6 separate regions of the Mus musculus genome follow, and regions 2, 3, 4, 5 and 6 are each linked to region 1. A link is a contact called in public HiChIP or PLAC-seq and promoter capture Hi-C data. All regions are on one chromosome and are shown on one strand. Each heading gives the region's core, a stretch centred on a gene start, on an enhancer-like site or on the middle of the called end of the contact. The rest is flanking DNA. Distances are from core to core; before and after follow the strand shown. Region 1 holds the start of Vps33b (vacuolar protein sorting 33B). Region 2 holds the start of Slc28a1 (solute carrier family 28 (sodium-coupled nucleoside transporter), member 1). Region 3 holds the start of Pde8a (phosphodiesterase 8A). Region 4 has its middle 22 kb from the start of Zscan2. Region 5 holds the start of Nmb (neuromedin B). Region 6 holds the start of Zscan2 (zinc finger and SCAN domain containing 2).

Evidence for each region. Promoter capture Hi-C pulls out the DNA fragments that hold promoters and counts their contacts. HiChIP or PLAC-seq counts read pairs in DNA pulled down with a chosen protein or histone mark.
Region 2: a contact with region 1 is called in a promoter capture Hi-C map of liver, with 5 times the contacts expected there. The contact joins the promoter of Slc28a1 here to the promoter of Vps33b in region 1. A contact is called at or near these places in 2 of 39 promoter capture datasets (both in liver).
Region 3: a promoter capture Hi-C map of liver shows a contact between it and region 1, with 3 times the contacts expected there. The contact joins the promoter of Pde8a here to the promoter of Vps33b in region 1. A contact is called at or near these places in 2 of 39 promoter capture datasets (both in liver) and 1 of 9 other capture datasets (liver).
Region 4: a contact with region 1 is called in an HNF4G HiChIP or PLAC-seq map of pancreatic cancer cells. The contact joins the enhancer-like site here to the promoter of Vps33b in region 1. A contact is called at or near these places in 5 of 39 promoter capture datasets (hippocampal neurons, liver, neutrophils and 1 more) and 2 of 115 datasets of contacts at active chromatin or transcription factors (memory CD8 T cells and pancreatic cancer cells).
Region 5: a contact with region 1 is called in a promoter capture Hi-C map of liver, with 2.6 times the contacts expected there. The contact joins the promoter of Nmb here to the promoter of Vps33b in region 1. A contact is called at or near these places in 4 of 39 promoter capture datasets (fetal liver, hippocampal neurons, liver and 1 more) and 1 of 9 other capture datasets (liver).
Region 6: a contact with region 1 is called in a promoter capture Hi-C map of liver, with 4 times the contacts expected there. The contact joins the promoter of Zscan2 here to the promoter of Vps33b in region 1. A contact is called at or near these places in 6 of 39 promoter capture datasets (the C10 cell line, cranial neural crest, hippocampal neurons and 3 more), 1 of 115 datasets of contacts at active chromatin or transcription factors (pancreatic cancer cells) and 2 of 9 other capture datasets (liver and macrophages).

Annotation. Positions count from the first base shown.
Region 1 is chr7:80,267,997-80,272,542 of GRCm38.p6, forward strand. Vps33b (vacuolar protein sorting 33B) reads left to right here and starts at 1,659. Exons shown (of 23, transcript NM_178070.4): 1 at 1,659-2,083. The coding sequence starts at 1,988.
Region 2 is chr7:81,111,979-81,116,058 of GRCm38.p6, forward strand. It overlaps Slc28a1 (solute carrier family 28 (sodium-coupled nucleoside transporter), member 1), which reads left to right and starts at 2,821. Exons shown (of 18, transcript NM_001004184.3): 1 at 2,821-2,899; 2 at 3,545-3,656. The coding sequence starts at 3,561.
Region 3 is chr7:81,211,460-81,215,506 of GRCm38.p6, forward strand. Pde8a (phosphodiesterase 8A) reads left to right here and starts at 1,806. Exons shown (of 22, transcript NM_008803.3): 1 at 1,806-2,629. The coding sequence starts at 2,456.
Region 4 is chr7:80,836,568-80,840,690 of GRCm38.p6, forward strand. No RefSeq gene overlaps it. Among named protein-coding and RNA genes, the nearest start is that of Zscan2, 22 kb to the right of the region's middle. Within about 2 kb of position 1,379, at least 73 of the 459 cell types and tissues checked have an H3K27ac peak or open chromatin away from gene starts, as enhancers often do. A contact at or near this core is called in pancreatic cancer cells, where this site is marked.
Region 5 is chr7:80,902,996-80,907,373 of GRCm38.p6, forward strand. It overlaps Nmb (neuromedin B), which reads right to left and starts at 2,067. Exons shown (of 3, transcript NM_026523.4): 1 at 1,826-2,067; 2 at 1,139-1,311. The coding sequence starts at 1,982.
Region 6 is chr7:80,857,745-80,862,197 of GRCm38.p6, forward strand. Zscan2 (zinc finger and SCAN domain containing 2) reads left to right here and starts at 3,187. Exons shown (of 3, transcript NM_001382511.1): 1 at 3,187-3,333.

The sequences.
Region 1 (4,546 bases), core at 409-2,908:
GAGTTCCTTGGAGCAAGTTTGATCTTCTCAGCCAGGATATCTAATTTCTTCACCCATGACTAAACAAATTGCAACCAACAACCCATCATGCCTCTTGGGGCCCTAGCATTTATACCCTCTGAAAAGACACCAGAATTCCAAATGTCACACACAAACTATCTGCAGCTGGCAAAGTCATGCCCTTGCCAGAGCACAAGGCAAATCATGGTTGATGCGAACCATCTGAAGCAGCCTCATATCCCACACCTGGGATTAGAACGAAAACGTGTTCTTATATTTCCATTAAAAAAAAAAAACCAAAATTCCAAAATTTTTACTATACCTGGCCTCAATATATTTCCTATACCTTAAGTCTCACCTCTCACATCTTTTCCTCTTTGCTAGTTATTTTTAGAAGCTGGGTCATTTGTCCCAGGTGAGTTTCTGCTTTGAGGGAGTGGGAGTTGGGGAGGCAGGGAAGGGGTTGGCCAGAGGTTGGGGTGGAGTCCTTGCTAGCTCTCCAGCTAACCTTTTGAGTCAGGGTTTTCTGATGAACCCAGAGCCAGGTGATTAGGTTAGTCTAGCTAGACAGCTTGCCTGAGGGATCCCCAGCCTCTGACTTTGGAGTGCTGAAGTTACTGAGCTGATGTCACACCCCCTTAGCATGTTTGTGGGTGCTGGGGATCCAAACTCTAGTCTCCACCCTTTCATTCACTGAGCTGTACCCCAGCTTCCCTCAACTTTCTGTGGAGACCAGAGTAGCCGAGAACTCCTGATCCCTCTCTCTGCTTCGAAGGGTTGGGTTTACAGACACCCACCAAGATGACAGACTGCCTTTGTTTTCTTTCTTTTTTAAACAACAAAGTATTATACCTCACCCTTTCTCCCATTATTTCATTTATTGATTTCCCCAGTCAGCTCCTATCTGCAATAGACAGCATGGCCTACATATTGTGACCTTGTTTCATAAACAAATTCTATGTAAACAACACTATATAGATGTGTTTCTGTGTTTTTGCTTGTTTTTGATTTTTGTTTTGGTTTTTCTAGACAGGGTTTCTCTGTGTGGTCCTGGTAGTCCAGGAGCGCACTCTGTAGGACAGGCTGGCCTCAAACTTAGAGATTCACCTTCCTCTGCCTCCCAATGGCTGGGATTAAAGGCGTGCACCACTACCAGCTGACTACTTCTGTATTTTGCCTCTTTAATTTGTACAGTTGTTTTGTAGCATGATTGTGCCACAAGCTTATTCATTTCTTCCATAATGGCCATTAACAAATCGAACTCCAATAGCCAAGGGTTACAGCTGGCAAGCCTTAACTTTCATAGTCTAACACATTCATTCCTCTTTACACTGCTCGCTTACCTTCTATTACCAGGAAGCTAAGGACTGAATAGTTGGAGACTAAATTAACAGCTGAGACTCCAGCAATCAGCGCTCTGTAGACTAGGTTTCTCTCTCTCTCTCTCTCTCTCTCTCTCACACACACACACACACACACACACACTGTGCTCTGCAGACTAGGTTTCAAACACACACACCGCTCACATTCACACAAAGTAAACCTGTGAAAAGATTCACTCCCGTTTTCAAATGTCCCTTCCCGGCCGCCGTCCCCTTCTAGTGCTCTAATCGCTAACTGGGAGACCCGGACTTCCGGGATGTCTAGGAAGTGGCTTTTCTCTGGGTAGGAGGCGGGGTTCCCCGGCACGCTGCCGAGTGTGCGGATGTCGTTGGGAATCCTGCTGACAGGCTGAGTGGACTCGGGCGGGACCAGTGACTATAGGTCTCCAAGGAGAGTCGCCTGAGCCTGTGGCCGTCCGTCCGGGAGGTGGTCGGTCATTCATCCGTCGAGTACGGCAGAGGAGCGAGGGCCCCTTGGGGGTCCTGGGATCCAGAGCCCAGGCAAGCGGGGTACCAGCCTGCAGTAACACCTTGGGCTGTCGCCGGCCTTTGCAGAACAGGGAGAATTCTGCTGCTCTCACACGGTGGCTCAGGTGACCGCTGCCATGGCTTTTCCCCATCGGCTGGACGCCCCTGAGCTTCCCGACTTCTCTATGCTCAAGAGGCTGGCTCGGGACCAGCTCATCTATCTGCTAGAACAGGTCAGTGCCTGCCGTGGCCGGCGCCTTTACTGCGTCAACAGTGTGGCCCTCAATGTGACTTCTTCCTTGCTGAGTCCCTTGGTTTTTTTTCTTTGAGCTTCTGAGACAGATCCAAAATGGGGCGGTCAACAGGAAAAACCAGAGTAGTAACAGTTGCTTGAGACCTGGCCAGAGAATAAATGGAAATTGCCAGCCTCTGTGCAAATGAAAAAGACACACTTGTGCCAGGCATCACTGGAGATGGAAATACAGTTGAAATACCTCTGTCACTAGTTACATTCCAGGAGATGCCCTATGAAATAATGACCCCTAAAGGGTGCTGGATGGTAAGTGAATTCTAGACTTCCGGAAAAGTTTAGAATAAACAACAGCTGGGGCGATCTAAGAGTTTCCTGAGATCTAGAGTTTGAAGAATAGACATGCTTTCTCTGGAGCAGGAACATCGTGCACATTCAGGCAGTTGGGCTGCTAGATGGGAAGCCTAGCAGGGAAGGACCGGTGCATGAGCAGAGGAAAGAGCTAACAGAAGTTACACTGTAGGTTGGAAATAAAGTTCAGTGGTTAGACAATTGCCCAGGCAGGGTTCTCGGTTTCATCCATTGTTCCCCATGGGAAAGAAAGGGTGGTCGTACACACCTTTAATCCCAGTGCATTCATTCCTTCACAGGCAGAGGCAGGCAGATCTCTGAGTTTGAGGCCAGCCTGATCTACAGAGTGAGTTCCAGGACAGCCAGGGCTACATAGAAAAACCCTGTCTTGAAAAACAAACAAACAACAAAAATCAAACCCAAACAAACAAATTACACAGCAGGCTGAAGACCCACACCCATTTGTAGTGTGAAGCAATGTTTGCCATAGTGGTTTGTAACGAAGAGCAATTGGACAGCAGGCTAGTTCAGAGAATACTGATTAAAGTAGTAAAAGCTTACAAAAAACTGATGGCAGTAGAAAGGAGAGAAATGATGGGGTTTGGTTGTTGGTTTTGTTTCTTTAGGTCGTACTATGTAGCCCAGGGTATCCTCTGGCAAAACCTCTGATTCAGCCTTCCCAAGTGCTAGCATTACAGGAATTTGCCAGCACACCTGACTTGTGATAGATTTATAAATTACAGTGAAAGAACATTCAGAGATATTGATTAGTTGTAAATATTGAGGAAGTACCAAAGTTGACTTAGTCTGTGTTATTAGGACAGTAGTGTTGCTACTGTCATTGTAATGGTTTGCTTATTGTTATGGTTTGCTTATTGTTCATGGAAGCCTCTCAGGTATAGGAATAGTGTGTGTTCTGCCCAGCATCAAGTACTGAGCTGAGAATCAGCCACATAGCAGGTGCTTAATGAAAAATTGTTGTGCCAACATTGAACGAAACTGAAAAGCACACACGTGTAAGTCAAATGCATGTAGACACAAAATGCGCGTGGGCACACACACACACAGAGGAAGAGGCTAAGTGAAGAAAGTTGATTAATTTGGAGTTGAAGTCAAGTTAAAGTGCTAATAGTTAGGGGCTATGGGTGTTCCTCACTGTATAGTTCCATTTCTCTCCTTTGGAACCCTAGGTTCTAGCCGAGAGAGAGAGAGAGAGAGAGAGAGAGAGAGAGAGAGAGAGAGAGAGAGAGAGAGAGAACCTTAGGGGACACAGGACCGTATGGTATTTCTCCTTTGTATGTCCCATAATGCTAGCGTAGAGATTTGCACATGAAAGTGTTTCAAAAAGTATGTGGAGAATGGCAAGATAAGTGCTGGAGAGTAGTAGAGACTAAGATAGAACCTTATTAGTGGAGAGTATTGCGGCAGAAGAGACACCACAAGGTCAAGGTCATAAGGACTCTGGGCACTATTACCTTCCCCATACTAATTTCTGTTTTGTTTTTTTTTTTCTTTTTGTCTGTGCATGTGGCATGTAGGCATGCGTGTTCACATGTGTACATGTTCACATGTGTACATGCATGTAGGCATGCTTGTTCACATGTATATGGGTATGTGTATACACATGTGCCCATGTGTTGGGAGGTCCAAGGTTGGCAATGGTAGTCTTTCTGCATCATTGTCTACCTTATTTGCTGGGGCAAGTTTTCTCAGTGGAACCTAGAACTTGCTGATCCAGACTAGTCTAGCCTGGCAGCTTGCTGGAGGGATCCTTCCTCTGACTGGAGAGTGCTGGAAGTACAAGTGGCCCAACATGTCCACCCGCTGTTTCCATGGGTGCTGGAATCTGAAGTCCAATCTTTACACTTTCACAGCAAATACTTCATCACTGAGCCACTTAGCCCTGGTTTATCTTTTAATGAACACTGCTATTCAAGCTTGATAGATCAAAGTCATAATGGACTGTCATTTCCCTTATACTTAACTTATGCTGCGTCCTGTGGGTACTTCATCATACATGGCTTTAAAAATAACACTCATACACTCTAGAAAGTATAGGGGAAACAATATTAAGACAAAACATAGCCAAATACTG
Region 2 (4,080 bases), core at 1,571-4,070, 850 kb after region 1:
CCAGCCCTATGCTCTGCCTGAGATCAGTGAGGGGCAGACCAGTTCTTTCCCTTTGGACCATGGCGATGAACATGCCAAGTAAGAAGGGTTCTTTGCCAGGTCTTTGGCTAAGTGTAGCGGTGAATTAGTTAATCCACTTTGGCTCCTGGTGGGCTATATGCACATAGCACTGGCCCAAGAGCTCTCTGGATTCTCGAGTGAAAGACACACACACATACACACACACCAGCTAATTTTGATATGCCTCGATTAGCTTAATGGTTGAGCATTTCTAAATCTCCCTGTGGCTAGCACACACTCTCCTCTGGTATTCCTGAGTTAACATCTTTTGAAATCTATATTTCATCTCTGCTACCCCAGACACAATCATGGGAGTGGTTGCTAAGGCCACTTTCCCAGATTCTCACATGATGGTGGGCCTTTAAATCTGCTCTCTTCCCCATCATGGTGATTCTGCCTGTTCTTCTGTCCTGGTTTCCTGCCCACACAAGCTAAAAGTCCTGCCTTTGTCTCCCTGCCCAGCCATTGACTGTATGGCAATTCTTTATTACCAATCGAAGCTAGCTGGGGTCAGGGACCCTCAGTGTCTGGCTTTTGGGAGCTGGATTAATACAAAGCATTAGAGCCAATTCCCGACAGCTAAGTGTTTTCCTGAAATGGGATGTGGCTACAAAAAAGAGCTAAAGCAACCAAGGTGCGGCCTCCAAGGGGCAGCACAGGACTCGGGGGTGGTACTCATGCAGCTTTGTTGAGGCCCTTTTGATCTCAGGGAGATTGCATGTGTAGTCACATGATCTTCTTCAAAGTGTTCCATGATCCAGCACCTTGCTTTCTCATGCTTGTGCCTCCCTTCTCTGGCCTGTCAGGGTAAGTGGGACCTCAGAGAACCATTCCCTCAGCAAACAAGAGAGCAGCAGAGGGGGCCAGTGAGGCAGTAAGGGACGAGTCAGAAGCAGGACACCCACCCCACCTCCAGCTCTCTGTCCATCCCTGTGGTCTGCATCCCAATCTCTCAGTCTCCCAAGCCCCTGTGCCCCAGAGAGATTTGACTTCCTGGGTGAGATCCCTGATGGCCACTCCAGCCCTGAGGGGAGCAGCCTGGGAAGGGCACAGGGCACCCTGGGCCGTAAGTGGGGAGCAGGGTGCTAAGACATCAAAGGCAGCTTCCAGCTTGGCAGGGAGCCCACCCTCGGCAGTCCACAGATTAGGGAATAAGTTAGTTTAAGAGTCCAGGGTGAATCGAGATCTTTGGGCTCCCAGCTCAAGGTTCATCCTTGTTTAGAAGGCCAGAGCCTCTGAAGCTGCTGTAAGGAAGGCTGTGAAGTAGCTTGCTCTCTCAGTGAGCCTCTGCCGGCTTCTGGGCACCAAGAGGAAGAAAGAGCAGTGTGTGTGTGTGTGTGTGTGTGTGTGTGTGTGTGTGTGTGTTTGTGTGCGCGCGCGCACGCACAAGAGGAGCCACTGAGAACAGAGGCATCAAAGCGGATAAGGTCCTTTCCCTTCATTGAGGCTGAGGGGGGCTCCTTCAGTATCTGCTCTGGCCCCATCCCAGTCTTGCTCAAGGTAAACATTTATCTTATGATCAAGGGGACCAGTGACCTGACAGTGGGTATTGTATCTCGAGATACAATATACGTATGTGTCCATGTGTGCGTATATGTATCTCCAGATACAATATACGTATGTATCCATGTGTGTGTATATGTATCTCCAGATACAATATAGGTATGTGTCCATGTGTGTGTATATGTATCTCCAGATACAATATAGGTATGTGTCCATGTGTATGTGTGTGTATATGTATATTCAGATAAGCAAGTTGTGAAAACCCTGCAACAGTACAATTTCCTATTGGAAAATGAATAACAAAATAGTGTATACTTAAGGGGAAATAAGAAAAATTCTTAGGCTCTGTATATTTCTATAACACCTTCATGCTTCATTCCGCATGACCAGGGGTGTGGAGATGCACACCTGGAATCCCAGTATTGGACATGTGGAGGCCAGAGGATTGGGTGTTTAGGGCTAACTTCGGCTACATAGCAGGTTCAAAGTCAGGCTGGGTTAGATGAGACGATATTCTCCTAACCCCAATAGAAACAGATAGTTTCTAAGAACAGGGGGTACCACTTATGTCCAGCCTCTTCTTTTCCATTTTTCCAAAACAGCCAGTGTATGCCTCTGTGTGAGGCATCTTTTGTATCATAAAAGATAATTAATTATTAAAGAGTGTGCATCATCAATTATTAAATCCTGTCAGGTAAGTTTAAATTTAGTTTGAAGACTGTAGATGAAAGTGTTGTCCCCCAACTTTGCACGTGTAACTCGGGTGTCACTCTAGGAAGAAAGGGGAGAAGGAAATGGTGTGATTTTGGCTTGTTTCTGCGACTGTGTGATGCTTAGCCCCGAGCCACCACCTGTTTGTGATAAAGACAGCGCTTTCAATATCTTCTAGTTTTGGAAAACGAGTCGCCGATACTGTGAGAAAAGGAGGCTGAGCCACAACACGAAGACACATTTCCAGGATGCTGACAGAAAGAGGAGGGAGAGAGTAACCAAGGTGGCTTCCCAAAGGAGGCGTCCTGGAGCAAGGCCAGGAAGAGGTTGGTTTGGGAAAGGGCAGCAGACAGAGGGCAGGACCACAGAGGACCCGGCTTGAGTGAGCCAGGCTACCCCATCATGCTTTTTCTGAAACAGGCTGGGGTCCCCGCCCCTGCGGTGGCCCTGAGCTCTGGGGAAGCCCAACCTACTTCAGTTTTGGACTCTGCCCAGGAATTTCCACAGAAGTGAACAGGCCAAAGCCCAAGCAGGTTGGACCCAGCCCTCCCACAGCAACCTGTGCTTCAGTCAGTCAGTTCTTAACAGTCAATCCCTCCTGACGCTGCCTTCTCACTACAAATCTGTGAGTAGTGTGGGCTCCTCTCCTCTCCGTACAGCAGTGAATGCGAGTGCCCAGGTAGCAGGCATCCCCCAGCCCTGGCTGCATGCTCCACATGCCCTCTGAGGGTCTGTGTCTGGGGAAGATCTGCTTAGCCAGCTGCTGTTGAGTAGGGAAGGCCTAAGGTGTGGGCAAGAGAGGGACCGCAGTGGGGAAACGGGAGTTTGGGCTCTCATTTGCAGGTGAGCTAACATCTAAAAGCAGCTTCACTGAGAATGAGGAATGTTCGGTTTTGAGTGGAACAGTCCTGGGTAGCGCTGGCTTCAAGATGGATGAAATGAGCACTTCCTCCCCTGCCAATGATTTTCACCGGTTGTAGGAAGTAAAGATAACTAAGGGCTCTTTTCTGAGCCGTGCCCACACCAGTGCCTACGCCATCCCCTCTTTCCCTTCCTGGTGACTGGTGACTAAGGGACAGTTCACTGTTGGAGCTTACAAGGACTTGCATCTCCCAGGATCAGGAGAGAGGGCAGAAAGGGTGTCTCTCCCACTCTCCCCTTCTCTCTCCCTCTCCCTTTCCCCTCCCCCTCGCCCTCCCTCTCTGGTTCCTTTTCTCTCTCCTGGCCCTCCTTTCGGCTGTGGACCCTCTGTGACATCTTTGTCTTTCAGCTGAAGAGCCTAGCACATGGCAGACGACACACCGAGGCAACGAGAGTCCATTTCCCTCACACCTGTGGCCCATGGCCTGGAGAACATGGGGGCCGAGTTCCTGGAAATAATGGTCTGTCCTCTTCCCCTATAGCACCTCCTCAGCCTGACTGGCATCTCACAGGGGTGTGGGGTGGTGTGGGGCTCAGCTTGATTGGCATCTCACTAGGTGGGGTGGCTCAGTTTGACTAGCAGCTCATAGTGGGAGGGCCCCTCAGCTTGACTGGCAGCTATGGGCTGGGGGACTGTGTGTTTCACTCTGTGCTCTGAGCTCTGCTTGTGTAGTACCTCCCCAGCACAAAGCACCCCCTTTATTTCACCCCTTAAACATGTTCTGAGTACCCACTGTGTGATGTACCCACTGTGTGCTGTCAGCAAAGGTCCCAGGAGGGAAGAACATCTGGTCTACAAGATGAGAGGGGAAGCAGATGATGGGGTGGGGTGTCCTTGGCATTTAAAGAACTTGCCATCTTGTCTTGGCTCCCCAAAGGCCAAGC
Region 3 (4,047 bases), core at 556-3,055, 940 kb after region 1:
GTTAAAGACCTACAGGTAGATTCCAGCCAGAGGGGTGGTTGGTGGTGGTGGGATGAATTCCTGTCCACAGCTCCAACACTGTGACCCTGGCCAAGGTTACAGAGAATTAAAAAACAAAAACAAAAAAAACGGGCTCCTTTTACAAGACCCAGGAGTAAACTGATGGCTCCAATTGCCAGAGTGTCTTTCTTAGCCTCAGGTTCCAAATCTGTGGGTTCCTAAATTGCAGGGTGAGAAATCAGTTTCAAAATGAGAGAGAAAGGAGTTGGGGGGGGGGGGGGGACGACGACGACAGAATCCAACTCAGGATCAGAGAGAGATTGGGGAAGGTACGGATCTGTCTTTGGTCTCTAGCTAGCCTCCTTTCCTCAGCCCCACCCTGCTATTGACATCAAGCTCAAGGATCCCTAAGACAAAGCAGGGCCGCTGTGAGCCAGTCCGCGAGGGGAGGGCCGGGGCTTCCTGGAGCTTCACTAGCAAGGTCACTGTGGAGTTGTCAAGGCCAGACTTTTGGTGGGCGGAGAGAAGAGCCTTAGACTTGTACGTGCATCTTGGCTAAAGGCAATTTCTCTAGGGATCCAGCTACCAGCTGAAAAAAAACAAAACAAAACAAAAAAAAACAAAACAAAAAATCTACCCTCTAAGACTGCTAGTTGAAAACACCACAGACTGGGTGGAATAACGGGTGTCAGTACAAAAACTTTTCCTGTTTTTCAAGACACCTTGGAGGAGCCAGTCATATTTTTATAGGACAGCGTGCTTTAACTTGACAAAGGAGCCGCGTGCCAAAGGCCAGAAAAGAGAACCAGTTTCTAAAGCTGCTCCAGCCTTATCCGCTCCGGAAGCCGCCCTGTATCCTCCTTTGGTGGCGAAGATCGATGCTCAAGGACGTTGCAGCTGCCACAGGGACCAAGCACCTGTGTCTGTCACAGCAGGGACTTCAGCCCGGAGCACATCTCCGGGTCTTAACAGTAGCCAGTCCGCGGGCAGGAGTCTCAGCCACTCAGGGTCGCACCCGGGTGCGTGTAGGAAAGGTGTGGACTGAGGAAAGGAAGCTACGTCCCGGTCCCGCCAGGGTCCCGGTGGACCTAGAGAGCAAAGAAGGGCGGGAAGGCCCTCGAAGTGGCTGGCTCTGGGTATCAGATGCACACCCAGGGGCGTCGCCCTCCAGTTTCAGCTACCGAGAGGTTAAGAGACTCATCTGGAGTCACACAGCTAGCTATCTGGTAGCACTTGGGGGGCTGCAGTTCTGATCCCTGCTGGACGGACGCACAACTCTTCATTTGGTTCGGATCCTTGGGACTGTCGAACCTGGAATCGTCCTTTGGTTAAGAGGACCGGCTTTCCCTAACCAACTTCGAAATATTGCAGTCCCACAGGTCTGAGTGCAACCAGAGGCGTGACGTGCCAGGTCTTGGAGCAAGGGCTATCCCTGGTAATAACGCCTGGGACCTGGAGTGTAGTTCCCCATGGACTTCGGAACGCTTCGGACTGAGGTCCTTCCAACTGGTCTCTTAACGGACGATAGCTCCAAATCTCAAACACAGTGACCTGACAGTGAACGAACTCGGTAGCCCCTGAAGCAGAATGGCTCTGTATCCTTCAGCAAGTCCTTTCCTTTCTCCGGACGGGCTGGCTAGGTGCCCCTGCGGTCGCGGCCGCGCATGCTCTTGGACGGGCGGTACAGGGAGCGGGCGGCGGGCGCCCCAGCTGCTTTGCATTGACGCCAGCAGCCGCTGGAGGTCACCGCTGGGGGCTGGGCGCGGCGAGTTGCCCGCAAGACGCGGTCCGGAGCACGGAGCGGGAGTCTCGGATGCTCAACTCCTGGCTCGCGCAGCCGCCTCGGCGCTTCTCGACGGCGCGGCCCGACCGGAGTCGAGGCGCTCGCTCCGTCAGCGAGCGGGTCCCCAGCTCGGAGTGCGGGCGCCGAGGGCTGGGCTCCCCTACGGTAGCCCGACTAGGGGCGCTCACCCAGCCGTCCGCCGGGCCGAGGAGAGGCACCGCCAGGCGAGCGAGCGCCCGTTTCCTCGAGAGTCAGACGAGGCGAGGGCGGCGGTGCAAACGCGGCGCGGGCTCGCGGCTCCCGGTGGCGAGAGCGCAAATCTCCACCCCCGACATTTCCCCGGAAGCGCGGCGGCTGCGGCGCGCGCGGCGATGTGAGGGAGACAGCGGCGGCTCCCGCCTCAGGAAGGGCATGTTCGGAGGGGCGTCCGCGGCGCGCCTCTCGCCCCAGCGCCCCCTCCCCACGGCCGCCGCGCCCGCAGCGCAATAAAAGGGGCGGCCGCGCTTCCTGACGCGAGACCCGCGCTTGCCGCCGCCGCCCACCCGCCTGCCCGCCCGCCCGCTCAGGCCGCGATGACACGGCGCCCGCGGCGGCCCCGAGGCGCCGGGCGGGCCGTTTGCTGACCGGATCGCGGCTGCCCGCCAGCGAGTCCGCGGTGCCGCCGCCGCCAGTATGGGCTGCGCCCCGAGCATCCACACTTCCGAAAACCGAACGTTTAGCCACAGCGACGGCGAGGACGAGGACGTGGACGTGGACGTCCCGGGCCCCGCGCCGAGATCTATTCAGCGATGGTCGACCGCGCCCGGGCTCGTGGAGCCTCAGCCTCGGGATAACGGCGCCTCGAAGGTGAGCCGCACTGGGAGGGCGGGGAAACAAACGCGGGGCACTGGGGGCCCTCTAGGCAGCCGCCCTGGCGTTGACCGACGCCAGCCGCCCGCGTTTGCGGGCTGTCGCGGACCGAGGCTTAACAGGGCTATGACGCGGCGCCGCGGGATCCGCCGTGTCCGTTCCTTCCCGGCCGGGGTCGGACGCGGCGAGTCAGTTTTCTCCCAGCGGGGTGGGTGGGGGACCCGGGATATCCCCGGCACGTTCCTGACATGGTAAACCAGAGTGCACTTTGCTCTGGCATTCCCAGAGTAGAAAGGCAAGGGTTGTCCGCACTGGGAAGGGTCTTAGATGCCACCAGTTCCCCCCCCCCCTCACCCCCTGCCTAGCTTATCCCAACCTCTGTCCTCTCATTGCACAAGCAGTTTCACTTTTCCACTTTTTTGGGGGCCATTGAAATGTAACCTGGAACATAGGTTTGGCTTCACTGCACGCTTTATCTGAAGTTCAGGTTTGTTAGCATACGTGTGGTATTTAAAGCCTGTGTAATTAGAAAATACTACTGGAGACGTGACCGTGACCCTCGAAGGATTCAGCAGGGCGAAGTTAATTTTGTATGGAGGCAGTCTGCCTGGGACTTGCAGGGTTTTCTGTTTTGTTGTTTGTTGCGTGGCTTCTCCAGCGCCTTTTGCCTCAGCTTTTATCAAAAGTTTCCAGGGCGAAGGTTTTCTGAAGGAAAGATAAAAGTTCACAGAGGCACCCGCAGCAGCTTCCCACTTACATTTGGGATTTTGGAGTGACATCTCAGGCGTTGTAAAACAAACTGGTATGCTGGGCTGCAGTGTTTGAACATAGACTCCTCTTTACTAGGAAGTTTTAAGTATTTTGCAATTTTTAAAAATTGCTTACTGGGTACTGCACACCCTCCCAGATTTGAACGATGTAGTTGACTTACTTAACTGTCTTAACTTTCTAGCAGTCATAGAAATAATCCTTTTTTGTTGGAAAGAGACGATGTTGTTCAGCTTTGCACACTGGAGTGCTTACCCTGCCCTACCAATTGCTCTAAGTGAAAATTCAACTGTGTTCTGATTATTCTCAGTTGAATTCTTTCTCCTGGGGTTTCTTTAAAGAAACCTGTGATGGCTAGAGTTTAGAAGGCTAGGCCAAACTGCTTTTAATGGCTTATATAACTAAGTCTTAACAGGCTTACAAACAAGCAAGACACTATAGATAAAGTTGAATGTGGGAACCTTAACAACTGTCACATTTCTTACCCAAATCTAACATTGTTTTCTTTTTCATTAGCCAATATTAAATTCCAAAGCCATCTTTCTTCAGTGAGACACCTTTCTTCTTACAGGCCTTTTTGTGGTGGCTTAGACTTCCTATTAGGCGTCCTGTAAACCTCTCCTGTGCAGCAGTCCACCTCTGCCATC
Region 4 (4,123 bases), core at 129-2,628, 570 kb after region 1:
CAACAAAAAATAATTTTATGGTTGGGGGTCACCACAACATGAAGAACCGTATTAACAGCATTAGGAAGGTTGAGAACCACTGTAATAGAAAAAGCTGTATAGCGGGGCCAGGCAGAATGGAGCAAGCCTGACTTGGGAAGTAGAGTCAGAAGGATCAGGAGGTTAAAGGTCACTTATTTTGCTGAACAGCACTTTGGAGGCCAGTCTGAGCCACCACCCCCATCTCAAAAAAGAACAACTAACAAACAAACAAACACTTGGGCCAATCAGAATCGGGAGCTCTTGGGGCTCAGGAGATGGCTTAGTTGGTAAAGAGCTTGCCCATCTCACCTACACCCCAGTAGAATCCATTGATGAGCTCCAGGCCAACAAAAGAACGTGTCTCACAAGTGATAGACTATGTCCTGAAGATGACACCTGAGGTTGTCCTTGATCCTCCACAAACTTGCTTATGCACCCACATCTGCATTTAAAAACAAAACAAGCCTGGCATGGTGGCGCCCGCCTTTAATCCCAGCCCTCGGGAGGCAAAGGCAGGCGGATTTCTGAGTTCGAGGCCAGCCTGGTCTACAAAGTGAGTTCCAGGACAGCCAGGGCTATACAGAGAAACCCTGTCTCGAAAAACCAAAACCAAACCAAACCAAAACAAAACATAAATCTCTTGTGGGTTTTTGTTTGTTTTGAGACAAGGTGTCTCTGCTTAGCCTATGCAGACTTGGAACTCCATAACTCAAAATCCTCCTGCCTCAGTTTTGAGTGCTGGGCTAGCAAGTGTGCACCTCTAAGGTGTCTTGGTTTTGTTTCGAGTTGTTTAAAGGGCAGGGTAGAGTAACTGGGGCATCATCTCTGCAGAGGGCTCTGAGGTGAGTTTCACATCTCTTGCTCTGATATCTTTTTTTTTTCAAGATTTATTTATATGAGTATACTGTAGCTGTATTCAGACACACCAGAAGAGTGCATCGGATCCCATTACAGATGGTTGTGAGTCACCATGTGGTTGCTGGGAATTGAACTCAGGTCCTCTGGAAGAGCAGCTAGTGCTCTTAACCGCTGAGCCATCTCTTCAGCCCCTGCTCTGACATCTCGCGTATTTGATTTACAGGTATCACAAAGACACTACGGGACACTCGCTTCTGCCCAGGCGTTCCCAGTGGCGACAAATACATTGTGAAGGGTTATGGGAAAAATGGCTTTCATATCCGAGAGAGGTCACTCCCTTTTCACACCATCTGCATCAACAAGATGCTGTGCTGTGTGGGGCTGACAGGCTCCACTTTCAGTGTCGAGTGCTTTTGGGAAGCCTCTGAGCATAGTGGCCAGGGTTCATATTGGCCAAGTCATCCCGACCTCCCGACCGACAGTTCTCACCAAGCTGCAGAGTAAGGAACACGTGACTGAAGCCCTGCCAAGTTCAAGTTGCCTGGCCACAGATGATTCACAACGCAAAGAAGTGCAGCTTCACCAAGTTTAATGCAGATGAATCTGAAGACAATGGTAGCTGAGAAGTCGCTCATCCCTGAAGGCTATGGGATCAGAAATATCCCCCATCATCCGCTGGAGAAGTGCTGGGTCCTGCAGAAAGAGTTTCCACTGTGCTGAGACCTATACCGCACTAAATTGTGTTCAGTGGTATACCTCACATCCAGTTTGGGGGAAAAAAAAAAGGCGGCGGTGGAGTGGGGCAAAGAGGAGAATTTTGGTGGCTGGGAAGTTTGCAGAACAGAGAGAGGTCGGATTTCATGAGATTCTGCTACCTGCTTCCTGCTGCCATCCCACGGACAGACAGCACATGAGAATAGAGGCCTAGAGGCCGGTGGCAAGCTAGAACCCGAGAAAGAACATTCCTTTTAAAACCAGTCACAGATGGTGGCACTGCCAGGGGGACCACGCCCTGGGGGAGGGCTAAGAGGAGGAAGTTGCTGGAGATGGGCATAGAGGAGGATGTGCTCTTGTTTAGGGAAATAGGGATGGAGCCAGGGACTTCAGAAGAAAGGAGAGCGTTTTCCCTGTGAGGTGGAGAAAGACCCTGAAATCCGGCCAAGGAAATGGTGTTTCTGAAATGTAATGTTATACAAATTGCCAGGTGAGCATCCTTAAAAGAGAAAAGTCTCAAACATTTTTCTTTTCTTTCTTTTTTTCTTTTTGAGACAGGGTTGCTATGTGTAGCTCTGGCTGCCTTGGAACTAGCTCTGTAGACCAGACTGGGTCCACCAGCCTCTGCCTCGGAAGTGCTGGGATTGAAGGTGTGTGCAACCCACTCATCCCTCAAGCATTTTTATTCATTCATTCATTCATTCATTTATGTATTTCCCCCTCCCCCTCCCAATGTACAGGGTTGAAACCCAGGCTTGTCCTAGTGCTCTGCTTCCTCCAGTCTTAGTTAGACACTTTTACTTTCAATAATTTCTTTCTTTTTGTTCTGGCATGCATATGTGTGTACGCATGTTTGAATTTATGTGTTTGGCCATGAAGGCCTGGCTCACATCTGGTGCCCTCCTCATTTGTCCTCTATAGAGGCCGGGCCTCTGGCTGAATGTGGATCTCCTCAATTCTAGCTGCTCTAACCAGAAAGCTTACTCTCAGGGACCTCCTAGCGCTCTCTCCCAATGCTGGGGTTCCAGGAAGTCAGCAGGCCTTCAGGGCTCTTACATGGGTTCCACGGGTTGGAACTTTGTCCACATTTTTACGTTCCAAGTGCTTTATCCACTGAGCCATCCCCCAAGCCTGTTTGTCTACCTGTCTGCTTTTGATTTGTGTAGGAAGAAATGAGAAAGTACTCCTGACAGTGGGGCACGCTAAGGAAGGAATAGCCTGGGTTTTCTTGTTGTGTGAAACAGAGACTCACTATGTAGCCCTTGTTAGCCTGGAACTTGCTATGTGGACCAGGCTGGCCTTGAACTCACAGAAATCTTCTTGCCTCCACTTCTAGAGTACTACTGGGATTAAAGACATGTACCTGGCCAACAGCACTATATTAGCAAAATCTTTTTTACATTACAGTCATAGAGAATGGTTCAAAATTAATCCCCAGTCTTTTGACTGGAAAATCTGGAGCAATAAAAACCAGATGACCAGATGGTGTAACCTGGGTGGGCGGCTTAGACCCTGTCTCAGAGCATGAAAATGTAAGGTATTAGTAGATACAAAGCTATGGCATTGATGAAATACACACATTTTTTTTTAAATGAGAGTAGAATCATGCTATGAATATTACTTAGTAATTTGCTTCTACAACTTATTTAGGAGCAAATAAATGTCCAGAAGGATCCTGGCCCTCTGGGTCTAACCTGGAGCAAACTGAGTCCCAGCCTGGGTTCTGCCTACAGGCTTTGGCCTCCATTTTTTTTGTCAGAGCTGATGAGCTGTTAATCTTTAACCTTCAATCCTGCCTTACTCTAAGCTATTACTCATTCTGAGCACATGAAAGAACTCTTGTTTCACAGCCTGGACTTGACCTTAACAAACATCTAAAACTCTGGCTCCAGTAAGAAACAATATACCATCTAGTTAATTGTAAGAAGTCCCTATAATAAAAATAGGAAATGGATTTTCCAGCCATTTTTTCCCCTTATTATAGATCCCTTTTCCTTTATGTTACATTGTATTGTTATTTGTTTGGGGTGTGCTTGTGGGTACATTCATTTACATGTGAGTGAATGTATTTTAATTGGGCATGCCCACAAAATAATTTAGCACATAAAAGAGATGAATTTAAGAAGAAAGCTGAAATGGCCACAATGTGTTAAAATCTTTTGACCTAAACAACATATGAAAACAACTGGAGTTATACCAGAACAATTACATGGACATGTGACACAACTCTGTGACACTGGGACACCTAGGTCAGGGGAAAAAAAAGTTAGAAAGCTTATCTCTCTTTAAGTCCTGAGTAAGGCTTAGTAACACAGGCGATCAAAAGGTGAAGTTCCTCCAAGAGACTTAGGGTAATCCCCTTTCTCTCTTTCTAAATAGCAGAGGAAAGGACAGGTTTTTGTTTGTCTTTATCTTTTTGAGAGAGGCAGAAGTGTTCTTTCCTCCCAACCTGTGGGTCCAGGGTTGGTGGCATGTGCCCATACACACCGAGTGATCTTGACAGCGCCTCATTTTCCCCTTGTGTGTGTGC
Region 5 (4,378 bases), core at 817-3,316, 640 kb after region 1:
GTTTGCTGGGACTGGAGGTAGACCTGCTTCTAAGGAATGTCTCTTCTCTGAGCATGTTCACACTGTGCTAAGCATAGTAGGGGTAGGAAGGGCGTCATAGCAAAGTCCTGCCAGAGGCTTGCAGACATGTGGTAGGAACTCCTGCTTCCAAGAGCTTTCTGGTTGCCCAGAACTGGACTGCACGTGATACAAATGATCTCATCTACTGGGAGGTGGGCCTGTTGTTTCTATTTGATGAAGACACATTTCTAAGGTTCCCCTAGCTAGTTAGCTAGGTGTGGCCCCAGCATGCATCCTACCCATCCCACTGCCTTCTGCACACAGCAATGAGTACCAGGGGACACCAGCAGGAGCCAAGAACGGAGGAGCTGCCACACCACCTGGCAGCACCACAAGGCCTTGAGCACCACAGGTCAATGCTTTACAACCAGCAGTGAGTCAAGCCCACTTCCACCAGGGGGACACCGACACTCATGTCCGAAGGCTTTGGTTTTTGTTTTTCCCAAACTCCTGATCTCAAACCATCCTCCTGCCTCAACCTATGAGGCATTTGGGACTGCAGGCAAGTGCATTGTTCTTGGTCTGCAGGGAATCTTGGTTATCACAACTTGGTGAGAAGGGAATGTGCTACTGGCCTCTGGCGGGTAGAGACCAGGGATGTGCTAAGCATCTCAAATGCAAAGGACAGCCCTGCAGAGCCTTTACTGTCAGGAACACTGGCATTGGGAAGTGGATGGGAGACTGGAAAGCAGGCTGGTTCTGAGGTGTCACCACTGGTCACTTCCCTTCCACCTCAAGGCCGTAGGGATCACAGCTTGGGACACAAGCACAGCCTGGCATGGCAAAGGTGGGCTTGGCTAATGACAGCTGGGGTGGACAAGGCTGTGTGGCCTGGAGAACACTCTATTTAAGAGCTAGAATACTCCTAGTCTGCGACGTCAGACTGGGGATGGGCAAGGAGGAACTTTTTCCCCCATGTAGTCTGGCTGCTGCGTCATTTTCCAGTCTTTGGGATATTCCCCCTTTGAGCCCTGGGACCTTGGCTTTCTGGAATCCATTACCGTCTGGCTAGGCAGTCCCACCCTGAAGACATGCTGGGCAGCAATTCTTCCATGCTGGTACTGGGGAGGGGGCTTACCTGGATTGGGGGAGCTGGGCCACTGAAGTTCATGCCTAGAGCTTTCTTTCGCAGGAGGATCCTGAGCAGATCATGACTCAGCTGTAGTCTCTGGTCCCTCGGGGTGTTAGGGGGTGCTGTCCCCACCAGTGACAGGCTCGGGGGTTCCAGGCTCTTCTTGCCCATGAAGTGACCTAAGAAAGGAGGTGCCAAGGTACATGGGAGCTCAAGATGAGGACCCCATCACCACAGCAAGCTCTGGTCTAGTCGACCTTTCGGCTCTCACAGAGGGAAGACAAGAAACATTATCCTCAGAAGCCACAGATCTCTGGGTGGAGGCAAAGCTGACATCCTGAGCTTTTCCTGACCCGCTGGAGGATAGAAGACGGGTAGATAGCCCAGGACCAGGGAGACTACCTGCCAGGGAAGGAAGTGGAGAAGGTGCCTCTAAATGGATGCAGAGAAGACATGAGGTGAGAAGACTTGTCAGTCTGCCTAACCGACTGGTAACCGGATCTAATCTCTGTCTTAAACTTTCTGAGTGGGTTATCTTAGCCATGTCTAGGGTCTCAAGATTCCCATCTGTTAAACTTGATGAGCCCCCCGCGACTGCAGGAGCTCCGCTACCAAGAGCCTCCAAAGTGTTGAAAAGGAAACTGAGGACCAAGGAGAATGAGGCATGCTTATAGGGGGTCCCCTAACACTTACCGGTCGCCCAGAGGTTGCCCCGAGGGTGCACTCGAATCTTGCTTGCTCGGCTGCGGGGCTCCGGGAGATCCCAGTTGAAGGGAGCGACGCCGGAAGCGAACAATGCGAAGAGCAGGAGACCACGGAGGAGCCAAGAGCTCCCTGCTTGCCGGGTCATGGCTGTGCCAAACAGGCTCTTCTCTGGCACTCTCAGGATACTAGTTCTCGAAGCCCGCCTTCCAGCCTTTTAAACTACAGTCGGGAGCGGAGCCTGCCTGAGGAGCGGAGCTCGCTCCGCCCCAGAGCCCCGCCCCGCAGGCTCCGCCCACACAGCCTTGCATCCCGGTTTCTCCTAGAAACCCACCACACTCGCGTGCTTATGGCATCGTCCCCAGCAAAGGTGGTTCCCAAGGCCACCAACACAGCTTTCTGTGTTTCCATCAAGTTGTTACTTCAGCCCTCAAAGCTTCTCCTTAAAGCTAAAGCAGAACAAGAAGCCCTGCTTTTGGCAGTCTATGTGTTTGGCATCATCCCGCAGAGGAACTCAAGAATCCTGTCACCTCCTGTCTCAAACCATCTGAGCCTTGTTTGCCCTGCTTTGTGCTCACAAATGGCACACACTGGATAACCTGGACAAGTTCTGTGCCCAGAACGGGGACAGAATTATGGGGAAGGGAGTGAGGAGCTGCCTCCTAGTAGTGGTACCCTTTAAAGGGCCTGGCTTATCATACTGTAGGTCAGATCAGTGGAAAGATTGCTGGGCCAGATGACTTCTCTAGTGTAAAACGGAAATAACCATACTACTTGTGGAGAAGCAGAACTCTGCCTTCCAGAGCTGTTCTTATTGGTCTTGGAAAGTATCTTCAGTCATCAGTGGCATCCCTGAATGATCAGGGGCAGATATGTGCTCCGACCCAGCATTGTGGGAGGGGCAGGAGGGGACACCAATTTCCTGTTCACAAGAGTTCACTTACTCATTAGAAACTAAGTCAAGGAGTGACTGATGGAATAGAGTATTAGGTCTTGGACCCTTTACTGCATCATTTGTGCTGCCTAGCATAATCTTTTTATTTTGTTTGGGACATGAGCTATGTAGCTCTCTGTCCTGGAACTCCTACATAGAACAGATTGAGTTGAACTTATAGCAAGCCTCCTGTCTCAGGTTCCTAAGTACCAGATTATAGATGTGAGCCACTCTACTTGGTTTGCTGTCTTTACTGGGTCAGTTCTTACCTTCTGCTTTGTTTGAGACAGGGTGTCCTTCTTTCTGCTGTCTGTCATATAGTCCAGTTTAGCAGGCCCACAGATTCTGGGTTATTCTCCCATCCATCTCTCTCATCTCACCACAGGAACACTGATTGCATGTATGTGTCAGTACATACAGTTTGTCATGTGGGTTCTACCAATCTGAACTTAGCTCAGCCTTGTGGCTGCAAGTGCTTTTATCCACTTCGTCATCTCCCCAGCCTACACCTTACTTTTTGAGGCGGGGTCTCTTGCTGAAACTGGAGCTCATTGACTCAAACCTGGCTGGGCAGCAAGCCTAGGGACCCTCCTCTCTCCACCTGCCTAGCGCTGGGATTTTAGGTGCTGGCCCACACCCCTGGCTTTGCGTTTGGTGCTGGGAATCTGAACTCAGTACTCATACTTGCACGGCAAGCACTGCCTAAGCTTAGCCTTCATCCCCCAGGCCCAGGGAAGTTTTCTGAGGCCGTGTTACTGAGGTTCTGGAGTGTGGCACACGGGACAGTGACAGTCCATTTCTGGCCCTGGCTTTTCCCTTCAGTCTCCTTGCTTCTCACTTCCAACCTGACATTCACACCTCCCTGCTTTCTTGTCACAGCTTAGCCATGGTGTTCAGATATAGCTCTTATCACCTTCCCATACTAATCTTCCCTGTGTGGCTGCCTCCCGCTTTTCTGCATCTATCACATGCTCAGACTGTCGCTTTGGTCCATGGACGTAGAAACCAAAGGAAACAGTATTGACTTTAGTGAGTGCTGACTTCCTTAAATGCTTGAAGGAACTCACCTGACAAGCTTCTCTCTTATGTCACTGTCAGAGATCACCTCAGAGGCTTCGTTACTTGTCATGACACCTTTGGGGCACTGCCTGATGTACCCAAAGCTTTGAGAACACACACAGCTCCCCCTAACACATGCACGCCATTTTCCCACGCCTGTATCCGCTCAGCACCGGGGTGAGTTTTGAGTTCTCTGGGGGCAGAGCTAGTGACACTACCTCTCCCAGCTCACTGCTCTCCTGCACGTGACACTGAGTTCTGTTCTCACAGGCTCACGGATCTGACACACACAGCAAGCCAGGAAGCTGCTACTCAGTGAAGAGAGCGAGAGCCCAGGATGCCGGGAAGCCCTGCAAAGTGGGCAGGCCAGGCAGCGGCCCTAACTGCACGGAACCTTGGTGCACGTAAGGTGACAGTTACACACTGAAGTAATATTTTCAGCCCCAAAGAGGGTTTCTAAAAATGTTTTGGGATTTTAGAGACTTACACTCACTGTGGAGCCCAAGGCTGGCCTTGAACTCCAAATCCTCTTGTTTCAACCTCTCCAGTGC
Region 6 (4,453 bases), core at 1,937-4,436, 590 kb after region 1:
TGGTGCATTCAAACTGTTACAGTTTCTTCTAGGCTCCACACCATGGTTACCTGGCAACAGCTAGGTATGCCTGACTCACTATAGAAGGGACTGCTTGCCTGTCTTCTCTTACTCTTTTTTTTTTTTTTTTTTTTTTTTTTTTTTTGAGACAGGGTTTCTCTGTATAGCTCTGGCTGTCCTGGAACTCACTTTGTAGACCAGGTTCGCCTCGAACTCAGAAATCCGTTTGCCTCTGCCTTCTGAGTGCTGGGAATAAAGGTGTGCGCCACCACGCGCCCGGCTTCTCTCTTACTCTTTTACTCTCTAACTCTCCTCCCTTTCTGCCCCTTCTCTCCCCATTCCCCTCCCCACATCTCTCCACGGGTTAATGGTCAGCCTCTCTCTCTCTCTCTCTCTCTCTCTCTCTCTCTCTCTGCCTTTCTCTGCCTCTATTACCCCCTAACTCCCCTCCCCATGCCCTAAATGAACTCTAGTTTATACTATACCTCGTCCTGTGCCTGAGCATGGGCCCACAGAGGCACCCCCTCACCTCATCATACCACACCACCTCCAAACATATCCTTGGCCTTTCTTTCTTTTTTATAAAACAGAAAACAAACGTTTTTGGGGGTGATGTGGAAATCCAATTCAGAATCTATAAAAAGACAGGATGAACGAAATTGACTGGATAAAAATTCAGATTTGGGGCTGGAGAGGTGGCTCGGTGATTAAGAGCACACACTTACTCTTGCAGAGGAGCAAAGTTTGACTCTTAGCACTCACGTTGGGCAGTTAATAACCTTCTCTAATTCCAGTTCCAGAGGATCCAATACCTCTGGCCTCTGTGGGCATCCAAATTCAAATGCAAATACCCACACAGAAACACATAATTAAAAATAAAATAAACCGTGATGGAGAGAGAGCTCAGCAGTTAAGAGCACTGACTGCTCTTCCAGAGGTCCTGAGTTCAAGTCCCAGCAACCACATGGTGGCTTACAACCATCTTTAATGGGATCTGATGCCCTCTTCTGGTGTGTCTGAAGACAGCTATAATGTACTTATAAATAAAATATATAAGTCTTTTCTTAAAAAATTAAAAAATAAAATGAACCTTAAAAAAAAAACCAAAACCCAGATGTGGGGCTGAAGAGATGGCTTGGTGGTTAAGAGCATTGGCTGCTCTTTCAGAGGACCCTGGTACAACCTCCCGCACCCACATGGTAGTTCACAACTTTTATAACTCCAGTCAGGAGATCCTACACCCTCAAACCAGTGCACATAAAATAAAATAAAATAAAATAAAATAAAATAAAATAAAAAATTTAAAGCCAAATATCATTTTAAGTCAGAAGAAATGAATTTATTTTGCTGTGTGTATGTTTGTGTGTGTGTGTGCGCGCGTGCGCGCGCGTGCGAGCCAGAGTTACAGGGAGTTGTAAGGCACCCATACGGGTGCTGGGATCTGAACTCGGATCCTTTGAATGAGCAGGAAGTGCTATTTACCAGTAAACTATCTCTCCAACATTCAAATTCTTTCATTTGATAGACTACGAGAAAGCAAACGACAAAATGAGAAAACAACAGTTCCTGGGTCAGCGAGATGGCTCAGTGGGTAAAGGTGCATTTTATCGTAGACCACGGAGGATATTGTTTATCACTTCTCCCTTAGATTTCCTACCTGAGTGTCCAGGTAGTTACTCTCTTGTTTTTATTTAGTATGGATCCCATGGAACCAGGCCCACAAACTGTTGTGAGCTGTAATGTAGGTGTTGGGGTCTTCTGCAAGAGCAGCAAGTGCTCTTAACTCTTACGCGCGCTCAACTGGCCAGGAAGAACGACGCTGCAACAGGATCCTTCTGCACACGTTTATTGGGAGAGCTTGATTGTAGAGGCGAAAAGACCCTGAGCCCAGAACTGGTGCTGCTTACATAGGCCTAGGAGAGGTGTGTCTCACATCTGATTGGTTAACTTGTCTTGGCAAAAGAACCTTCACTGCCTATGTATGTGTAGTGGCCAGCAGTAGCCAACTGCCACTCTGCAACTGCCACTCTGCAACTGCCACTCTGCAACGGCTTCCCACACTTAACCACTGAACCATCTCTCCAGCCCCCAAGTCAAGGGTTTTAACTAGAGCGAGTAAGGGAGTAAAAGTTTGTATGCTCTTTGGGAAGAGAGCAATCCGTACAGAGTAGGAATGGCTGTGTCGGGGACAGAAGTGGGTTTAGATTTATCCTTTATCTGTTATCCTCTCCCTGTCCCTCCATTAAGGCGGGCACTAAAACAAAGTGGCACACTTTTCTTGGAAGCTCATTTCACCCAGTCTTGGGGCTTAAGTGCCCTCAAAGCTGAAAAGTTCACTTGGTGAAGGGGTAGCAGGCACTCCATGCATACTCTTATCTAGAGATACCCTGAAGCCAGTTGAAGCTGAGCCAACTAGTAGACCACTACCATCTATTGCTGTTCTTTACATCCTGTTTTGGGGACCTTGAGATGACCCATCTGGAAGGACCACTATTGTCCTTTGTGTCCTGTTTTAGGGTGCCTGGGTGGTCATTCCCTCCCAGAGCTAACCTCTTGCCTAACTGTAGGGCAGGTTCCAAGGAGCCGACTATAGACTAGGACTTACAAAGCAGAAAGAGCGGGGCGGGGCTTTCGTGAAGACGCAAGAATACCACGTGTGAAAACAAAGGGGAGTGCAACCCCGGAGTGCAAATGCCTGTGCGTAGCTGCAAATTTCCAGGAGAGGTGCGAACTTGGGCCAAGAGGAACTTTGATTGCGCAGATTTCTTCTCTGCTTAGAGTCAGCTTTTGGCTCTCGAGGGCTCATTTGCCACTCAATTCTCAGCTGAAAAAGACTGATACATTCACCCAGCTTTCATTTTTTATAGATAAATACACGCGAGCTTTAGAGAATTGGCACTATCTGTCTCAGGTGAAAGCTTTGGGCAGTACTAGAAGACAGACAGCTAGTCCTGGGTCGTCCTCTGCCTCTGATCCGGAGGCATTACTTACGGCTATCAAACCCTCTGTTCGCTCAGGTACAAACCACCCCCCCCCCCGTCTCTGGGTAAACTACATTTCCCGCAATGCATCGGGTGGAACTTCCCTCCCAACGCCCATCTGGACGCAGTTTTCACCAATAGTGGAGCAGAATTTCAGGAACTGTTGTGGACAGCCAATGAGAGTGGCCATGGGCGGGCCTCTCCCGTCCATTGTTCTCTGTGCCCCTTGGGCTTGAGCTGAGGTGAATCCAGAGGGGCCGGGCCGGGCCGGGCCAGACCGTGGGGTGCTTTTGCGCTCAGAGAGATAGCGGGAACAGGACCTGGTCCCTGGAGAGGCGAGCGGGAGAGGCAGGTCAGGAGCCGCGCGCCCCGCGGGGAACAGCCAGAGAGACAGCGAGTAACGGGCCTGGAGCCAGCTCAGGGCAGTTTGGGGGAGGGGCGTCGGTGTCCGCGCCCGACGGGCTGGACGCGCAGCTCTGCGTCCTGGTTCTTCGGAGCCCTCGAGGCTCCGCTCACACCAGAGCGCTGGGTACGCGCAGCCTAGGAACGCAGGCTTTACACTGGGAAGGGATGCTCGACGACATCCCACCGAGCCGCCTCCTTGACCAGGTGGGGAAACTGAGGTTCTGAGGGGGCGTGTCGGAGCCAGGCTTAGCTAATAAGCTGTCTAGGTTCAGTGTTCCCGGGATGTCCAGGAAGAATTACGATGTATTTGTGTTTCACGTAGTCATTTTGGACAAATTGACATTGGGAGCTTCAGTTTTCTTTCTGTTGTTGCTGTTCTGTTTTAACTTTTGCTATTTTCATGGGGGAGGGCATGTTATCTGATTCTATGGTGTAATGATTTTTTAAAAATAAATATTCATTGCTTTCATAATACTTAAATAGTTTTTAATTCCACTGCTTTGAATATTTTGTAGAGCTACTACTCAGATCTAGGTGTGTGTCCCCCACACCCCCACCCCCCGCAATGATCCCCATGTGTGTTCATTTAAAAAGGAATTGGGCAGGCAGTAATCTCAGCACTCAGGAAGCAGGACAGGCAGGTCAGGAGTTCGAGGCCAGCGTGGGCTACATAATGAGATCTTGCTTCAGAAGCAAAAAAATAAACAGAAATGTCTGTACTGAACATGTAGGAGCGTTCTCGTTATTATTCCCAAACAGTACAGCATACCAACTGTTTACATATTATTTACACTTAAGTATATGTTGTCTAGAGATGATTGAAGGTATTTGGTACACCATTTTATATAGGGGCCTTGAGGAGTCCTGGATTCTGGGATCTGGGAGATTATCTGAGGGCAACCTCCTTTGAAATATAGCACTAATGACTTGTAGTGAAGCTGGGGGCACCTTGACATGCGATCCATTAGTAATCACTATGATGTTCCATATGATAAGGATGAGTGTTATCTATTCATTAAGTGGTCACTGAGGTTGAATGACTAACCTCTTTGTTAGGTCACAGTCTC